Regions from separate parts of the Oryctolagus cuniculus genome. Here region 2 is linked to region 1. The links are chromatin contacts, called in public Hi-C maps. All regions are on one chromosome and are shown on one strand. The core of a region is the stretch at or near the end of the contact, and the rest is flanking DNA. Distances in the headings are between cores, read along the strand shown. Region 1 holds the start of BACH2 (BTB domain and CNC homolog 2). Region 2 overlaps BACH2 (BTB domain and CNC homolog 2).

Region 1 (3,983 bases), core at 1,365-3,864:
AAACAACCCACACAAGTAGTTATGCAGAACAAGTGGCAGGAAAGAAAAAGGTTGAATGTTGCAGGCATGGAAAATAAACTGACCTCTCGACAAGTTACTGCTGTGAGTGTGCAGAGGGAAGGACCTGCATCTGCTTTCCATGGAGAACACCTCAAGGGCCAGGGAAGCACATTTAAATGTGGAAAAGAGCCAGCGAGCACTCCTGCCAAAGGTGCCGAGGCTGTCCCCAGCCCAGTCTCTGCAGCAGTACTGCTGAAGGAATATCCAGGACTTGACTTGCCATTCCGAAGGTCATATAATTCTTTTTTTTTTTTAATAAAGATTTATGTATTTGTTTGAAAGAGTTACAGCCAGAGAAGGGGGAGAGAGAGAGAAAGAGAGAGAGATCTTCCATCTATTGGTTCACTCCCTAAGTGGCTGCAATGGCCACAAGCCAAGAACTTCCTCCAGGTCTCCCCGGCAGGTGCAGGGGCCCAAGCACTTGGGCCATCTTCCACTGCTTTCCCAGGTCATGAGCAGCAGAGCAGCCACGACTGGAAGTAGTGCCGGCTGCTGGCTTTGCAGGTGATGACTTGACCTGGTACACCACAACCCAGCCCTGTAAATTTCATGCAATTCTGAAAATCCTTTTCAGTCTTCAACTCAAAAGAGCCCACTTCCAGTGCTTGAACATAAAATGAATAATGAACTCCCTGCTAGACTTCAAGCTCCTCAAAGGCACAGATTGTGTCTTGTTCACAGACACCAAATATGTGAGTGCAGACCTGGATACGACCTTAGAGGTTAGCTAGTGCTAATTCCATCTCCTTGAAAGACTTGATAATGCAAGCCGTGGCATTAGGCTTTGTTCATCTCTACTTGTCCCATTTCACACTAGAAAAGCTGCAGCCTCACTCTTTAGGCAAGTAGGCTAATGGGAAGGACCTGGTAGCCATCATTGTATCCACCTGGGACCAGAGATGGTGACGAGAGCAGCCTGCAGCAGCAACTCCATGCTGATGCGCCCAGTTCTGCTCACAGCGGGGTAGCCACGACCTGCTTGGAAAAGAAGTGAATTTATTTAACCTTCATAGGCATGTTCTTCATCCTGGATCTTTCCAGAAAAGCACCGACTGGCATTGCTAAAATGCATAAAGGTATCTCACCAAGACACTCTTAACAGGGATAAGGAATGCAGAAGCGGAACCATCCACCAGACTAGGTAGAAATGGCCTGAGTAGGGCAGATCAGGGACCAGGATTCTGTCGTCAGCAGGGGTCTCAGAAACAGGGCAAAGGGGCACTGGGACCTAAAGTCAAGTGATCAAGGGCTACTCTGAGCTCCAAGGGTTTTTCTCATCTAAAACCCAAAAGGGTTAGCAAAGAAAACGTCCCAGGCCGGGCCCAGATCCACATGTCAAGGTCTTCCAGCGCTGTTAGAAAAATCAGCTTAGCGCCTTCAGCTTGCTTTTGGCCGTGGCTTAGCTTTCCACACAGCCGTTCCAAGTGGGGCCTTTAAAAATTCTGCCCTCAAATCGAAGGTGGCTGCAGCCACACTCCGGGTGATATCACGAGACTCCCAGGGCGAGGCTCCCCTGCTTCCTCAGCATATGCCAGTGCCTGTTTTATAGGGGGGATTTACGATCCTTCCCTCAGTAGAGCGAGCCAAAGTTTTATAATATTCATTAAAAATCAGCACCACATGCAATAATACGGAATAGTGCCCTTACCCAAGGGGCCAAGTTATAGGTGTTTAGGGAAACGTGGCAGAGTTTCCTGGCCTCTCCACGGGTAAAGCTGCAGGCAGCAGCACTGCACTCACCCAACCTAATTTTACTGCAAGCCTATCTCTCCAGCCTGGGTCCCTAACGACTCTCTTAAAACTCTAACTACCAAGCTTTCTCCTGACGGGGCAGCCGCGCGATGGCCATAGGGGCAACACCCTGCAGCCTCCAGGGACAGGCTGGCAAGGTGGCTGGAGCTGGGGAGCTGGACTTGGAATTGAGCTTCGCACAGAGCGAGCGCTCTTTCCATAACCTGGCCGGGGGTGCTTAGACGTTCCTGGAATGGGGCAGGCCGAGGCGCTGCTGAAAAAGATCCAAACGTTAGCCTCGGTCGGGTGCTCCTCTCGGTCGGCCTGTCCCTAGGCAGAAGCAGGGGTCCGGTCAGCCCTGGGGGAAGTGGGAGGGAGAGGGGTGCGTGGAGCACCTTTTCGGGCTTGTCCAGGAAAAACGCGCAGACCACAGCCCAGCAGTCTCAGGTCTCGCTCCCGGGCCTGGAGGCAGTGCCCTGGGCTCTGGCCCCTCTCCCGCCCTGGCCTCCCCAAGCCCAAACCCCTAACCCTGCTCTTGCAAGGCCCTGCCAGCCGAGCGGGCAGCCCCGCCGGGAGCAGAGGGCTCTGCGGGCCGCACGGCCGCACAAAGCGGGGAGCTCGGCGCGCCCCCTCCCGCGAGCCGGCGGAGCGCGCGCCCGCCCCCGCCCCCGGAGCGCCATTCGCGGAGCGGCTTACGCTAGTCGCCGGGCGTACGGCGCCCCAGCGGCCGGGGAGGTGCGCTGCCCGGCTCCCGTAAAGTTATTGTGAATGGGGAGCGGGTGACGTCAGCGCCGAATGTCAACAATGTAGCGATTGAGAGTGTGGGCGTTCCAGGGAGAGCGCAAGCCGCGCGGCACGGAGCAAACACCGCCGAGCCGCCGCCGCCGCAGCAGCCGCCGCCGCCGCCGCCGCACAGCACAGCAGCGGCCGTGCACGCCCGGCTGCGGTCGCACCAGCGCTCCCGCTCCCGCCGCCGCGCCCTCGCCGCCCGCTCCCGCCGCCGCCCCGCTCTCGCCCTCTCCCTGGCCGCTTCTCGCCCCTCCCCTCCCCCTTCCCGGCGCACTCGGGGGCTGGGAACGAGCTGCCATGTGATGCGCGTCCCCTCTGCGAGCCTTCGGTGACCCCCCGAACCGCCCACCGCGCCGGCTGCTGGGACGGGGCTCGGGCCGGGCAGACGTGGGGACGAGGAGGCGGAAAGGACGCGAAGTTCTCCGGCGAGGTGAGTCCCCGGCCCCGGCGGGGCGGCGGGCGAGCATGCAGGGGGAACGGGTGCGCGGGGCAGGCGGGGAGGCGTGGGGAAGCGGAGCCGCGGCCGCCCTGCCCAGCGCCCCGCGCGCAGCCGCCCGCCCCGCGCCCTCCCGCTTTTATGGCATTTTCTAGGAACGGGAAGCGGGTGGGCGCCGCGGCGAACGGGCGCTCTGCCGCCTGGCTGTTTACGGCGGGCGAGGCGGCATTGTATTTTGCTCGCGTCGACGGGTGTTTTGGAACAGCAGGGGGAGGAGGAGCAGAGGGTAATAAGTCAGGCGCGGGAGGGCGGGTGGAGCGAAGCGCGCGGCCGCGGGAGCTGCCGCAGCTGTCAGACCCACGGCCCTGCCCCGGCCGGGCCAAGCCTGTGCCGCCCGGCCCCCCGGCCCGCGAGACCCGCGCCCAGCCGGGCTGCCGCCTCCCGGTCCGCGCCGCCGCTCCTTTGCGCTCAGCTGTCAGCCGCTGCCGGTGGCCCAGACCGCAGCCGCTGGCGGGAGATCCAAGCCCAAGTTTAGGCTCCCAGGAAAGGGGCAGGTTGGGGGCTTCGCGGCGCACACCTGAGTGGAATCTCTGCCTCCCGGGTTGTCGGAATGCGTCCCGCGGAGCTTAAACCTGGGGCTCGAGGCTCCTGCAGGGAAGCCTCGCACCTCCCTCTCCCGGGGTACTGCACGAAGCCTACGTGCAACGCACGCACACAGCCCCGGAGCTCCACCTGGGAATGTCGGTCGGGGAGACCCCGGCTCTCCAAATCGAGGCGCGCCGTGGGTCTCGGTTCTAGCTGCCTGTGCGGCCGGGCACTCTGGACAGGGCGGCGGGCGGCGCTCACGGGCTACCCCAGCTGCCCGCGAGCCGGGGACTCCAACTAGCATCTCGACCGCCTCGATCTGGATGGGGATTTGCAAGAACTCGGGCCGGGCCGGGCCGGGCCGGGCGCACGTGTCTGCCTC
Region 2 (4,139 bases), core at 1,185-3,684, 340 kb after region 1:
TGATGCACATTTTTAGAGGACAATTTGTCAGCTGGATCTAAAGCCCAAAAAAAGGAAGACAGAAAGTTATACAGCCTTTTTAAAAAAAATTTTTTTTAAATATTTTTTTGAAAGGCAAGGTCACAGAGAAGGAGAGACAGAGAGAGATCTTCCATCTGCTGGTTCATTCCCCAAATGGCCGCAATGGCCAAAACTGAGCCAATCTGAAGTCAAGAGCCAGGAGCTTCTTTTGGACCTCCCACAAGGGTGCAGGGGCCCAATCACTTGGGTCATATTCCACTACTTTCTTAGGCATATTAGCAGGGAGCTGGATTGGAAGTAGAGCAGCCGGGTCTTGAACCAGTGCCCATATGGGATGCCAGCACTGCAGATGGCGGCTTTACCTGCCACACCACAGCGCCGGCCCCCAGACTTTTTTTTTTTTTTTTAAAGAAGCAGCAGCAGTGGAAGTCAGACTAACATCTTTGCATGGTGCAGCAGGTTCTGCAGGTGTGCTGGCAGATAATGCTACACCCAAGGTCTTGGTTCTCAGGGATAAAAAAGCAGCATAAATAATCCACACCTGGCCTTCCTCCTCCCTCTAGAGGGTTACCACTCAGCTTTTGTACCTGGTAGTAGGGGTTAGCCCTGAAAGTCTAGCTAGTCTGCTTAGTTCTTTGAACCCAGAGTGTATTTTGTTCTGGAAACAGGCTTATGGCTAGTGGTTAGTGTCCTAAATCAACCCCTCAAACTCCTATCTGAATAGCTCCTTCGGAAAATGTATTCAGTGAACAGATGTTTATTATTACATAGAGAGAAAAGAAAATTAAGTGTGTAGCTTACGTATAAGTGAAGGGCTATGAAAGTACAAAGGAGGAGCAGATAATTCTGATGAGAGAACGAGGGAAGACCTCACAGAGGGGAGGAGAAGAGGTTCATACGGGATTTCAGGAGGTGTGAACAGGCCGCCTGGGGCTTAGTGGCTTCTGCTATACACCTGTTACATCTCCTGATTTCTATTCTAGCAGTTATGGCATTGAACTTGAATTATTGCTTGTCTGTCTCCTCATTTCTGTGTGTGGGGTGGGGGGGCTGTTTTCCATCTGCTAATCGACCATCATACAAGGCCCGTATGGTAGCCATTGGTTAATGTTTGTCCACTACACGAAGGGCCTCCTTTAGCAAAGTTCTTGAGGCATAAAAATGCGTGCTGTATATTAGATGAGCTGGAGGAAGCTTTGGAACTGAATCACTTGGGGCCAGCCTGCATCCCTGAATGCTGGCTGAGATGGTCTCATTGGATTCTGGTTCTGCTGTACGGTTTCAGCCACACCCAACTTCTATTCATACATTATTTTTATTTTATGGGAAAATATCTTTGGAGTTCCAGCTAAGGAAACCATCTTCTCCCAGTAACAAGGACACACAGGCTTCTGGGAGGGGAAGGACACAGTTTTCAAGGCAGCAGCAATTTCGCTCTCTAGATTGTTATAAATGAACCAGTAGATGTCTCTCCACCAGCCTCGTAGGGGCTCGGGATTGGAGAACAAAGGCTAGTTGCTCCCAGGAGCTTTCATGGGGACTTGCCTGCCATTCACTTTAAGTACAGCTTATTCATAAAGTGGGAGGTGTTTGGAAGTCAGGGACCGCGAGCACATATTTTATAAAAACCTCTCCGTCTCGGATTGTCACACAAATGGACCTAGCAAATTTTGCTCCTTGGCATTATCAATTCATTTCTCTTCTTCCTCCCCTCAAGTCTTAAGTTCATGTATATGTTGATTTTGCCATTTTTTGAAAAAGCCCGCACAATGCGGTCCATAAATTTAGGTCTGAGCAGCACTCATCCCAGCTGATGGGGAAAAAAAAAAAAAAAAAAAAACGGCGCCTGGGCAGCGTTCTCGGGGTAGCTGCGGAGTTGGCTCTCTAGGCTGCAGTCTCACAACTATGATTACGAGCAAGAAGCCTATGGTTCATTACAATGCATGAATGGGAGATATTCCCGGACTTATTTGCATTCATTACTCGCTGGTAGTTTCGCTGTTGAGGTCTCCATCCTTGTTTTTACAGAGCTCTTGGCAGTGTTCCTGCAGTCAGTGTGTGAATTTTTATGATCTGTTGCATGTTCTTCATGCAATTTCCTGCCCTGTAATGGTATCAGTTTTCCAGACACAGAGGAATACGGACGAAAACCCAGGAGCCTGCATTAGCATAAAATGTCCCAGTTCTGTCAGTTTGATTAATTTGTCTCTTTGTCTCCACTCTATATGATAAGTGCTATTAATGGTTGCAGCACTTCATATGTCAAAGTCTTTCTTCCTAATGACTTGAAAATGTGGTTTATTTCCCCCCTTTTTGTAGTATTTTTCTCATTTAGCATTCCACTCAAGTATAGATTTATGCCATGCTCTTTCATTATCTTACTGGTTGCAGCACCGGAGTGATTACATATGGTGTAGAGTATGCGTAAGGATGTGATCCCAGGGCCAGCAGCTGCTGATGCAAGCTGAAAATAGATCCAGCGTACGCTCAGCACTTTTCCCAGAGGCCTTTTATTTATTAGTAACAGCCCTGGTCCAGGACAGCTTGGATCCTCATTTAGCAAGATGACTTTTTGCCTCTCCGAACACTGCAGTGACTTTGCTGTGTTTACTGACACTGCTGTGTAATTTTTTTCAACCGCCTTGTATCTCAGCAATGACTTAACATAGATTGTAAAATAATCTCAGTGTATAATGAACTCAAGAGGCGACAGGCTCCATTGGAAGTAATAGAGCTTGACAGATCTAAGGTTTAAATTAAATAATCCTGTTTGTAAGATAGCGTTTATACATGGTACACTGCTTTAAAATGAATTTCTATTCTTCGCCAGTGATTCTTAACACCGGTTTTAGAATTCTCCCTTTCAAAAGGACCTTTCTCTAAAAAGAAATGCATTATGAAGCCAACAGCTCTTTCATAAGGAAAGAATAAGATGAAATGGTTTCTTGCCCAGTTCGATCATTGAACTGGAACCAGCATCACTAATGATTTGAGATGGGTAGTTATTAATCCATGCCAGCAAATCCAAATAGCTCAGACTTTCGTATCTATCACATCAGTGATTAAAAAAAAAAAAAACACAATAGTGCATTTTGGGATTAAGATAACTGACCTGCTCATGATTTTAGGTTCAGATATAATCAATTATTTTTTTAATTTGAAAAGTACTAATAACTCTATATATTTATTTTCTGAATAAATCCAAGAAAGACTTATTGTGTAATGTCTTCTCTTTGAGAGGTGTAATTTATATAGGGCAAGGAGGAAACTAATGGTGCACCTCAACAGAGAGGATTTTTTTTAAGCTTTAAGCTTTTTATTTAGTGAGAGAGAAATGCATGGGAGAGTAAGGGCTCTCTCTAAAAGAGAAAAGGAAATCTGGATTCATGCCGAGCCCAGGAGCCAGCCACGTGGAAGAGCACGCAGGCCGGAAAGCATGGAGTGGGTGGCCTGAAGGCCACGCGTCCTGAAGGCGCGGGGGCACCAAGGGGATCAGATAGAATTTAGATAGGAATTCCTCGCTGCAGGATAAAATTCTGGCAAAGCGCACAGATGGAAAAAAGAATAACTTTAAAACTTTATAGGCAGATGACAAATTAAGGGCTTTACTTCCTGGCAGGACCTGGTGGTAATCTGACGAGGAAGCTATGAAGAAAAATGAATTTGTGAATAGCAGACCACTTGCTGGTGATGTCCTAGATAAGGGAGCAAAAAGCCCGGGTCAGTTGAAGAACGAACTCTCTGCTGTTTGACCTGTGATTTCCACCTGCTCCAGAGCCAGCAAGATAATGCCCTGCTTAAGGCTGTCACTGCCCTGTGACAGACAGTACCATGGCTCTTTCTCTATGGTCAGAGAGATCTTATCCATTCCATGGTTGATCAGGGCTACACTGTGGTTTCCTGCTGGGTTAGGTTAAAAATTAAAACAGTGCTCCGTGATAAAGAAATGCAGTGCGAGTGTCCCATTTCAGTGGGTATGTGCCCTCTAACGTTGTGGAAAGAGCAGCCATTCAAACCATTCCTAAAATCAGCGCACCCAGGGGGTCCTGGGGTGGGGAAGAGAAGCCCCCTATTCATGCCCACATGTGCACAATTGCACAAGAAAGCGTGAGAGTAGA

The links. A called contact is a pair of places that touch in the nucleus more often than the background predicts.
Region 2: a contact with region 1 is called in a Hi-C map of psoas muscle, with 5 times the contacts expected there. The contact joins the enhancer-like site here to the promoter of BACH2 in region 1. A contact is called at or near these places in 2 of 6 Hi-C or Micro-C datasets (psoas muscle and an unstated tissue).

The regions. Positions count from the first base shown.
Region 1 is chr5:82,211,476-82,215,458 of mOryCun1.1, forward strand. It overlaps BACH2 (BTB domain and CNC homolog 2), which reads left to right and starts at 2,615. Exons shown (of 7, transcript XM_070073780.1): 1 at 2,615-3,010.
Region 2 is chr5:82,555,302-82,559,440 of mOryCun1.1, forward strand. All of the region lies in intron 4 of BACH2 (BTB domain and CNC homolog 2), which reads left to right. Among named protein-coding and RNA genes, the nearest start is that of GJA10, 110 kb to the right of the region's middle. Within about 2 kb of position 2,435, at least 1 of the 8 cell types and tissues checked has an H3K27ac peak or open chromatin away from gene starts, as enhancers often do.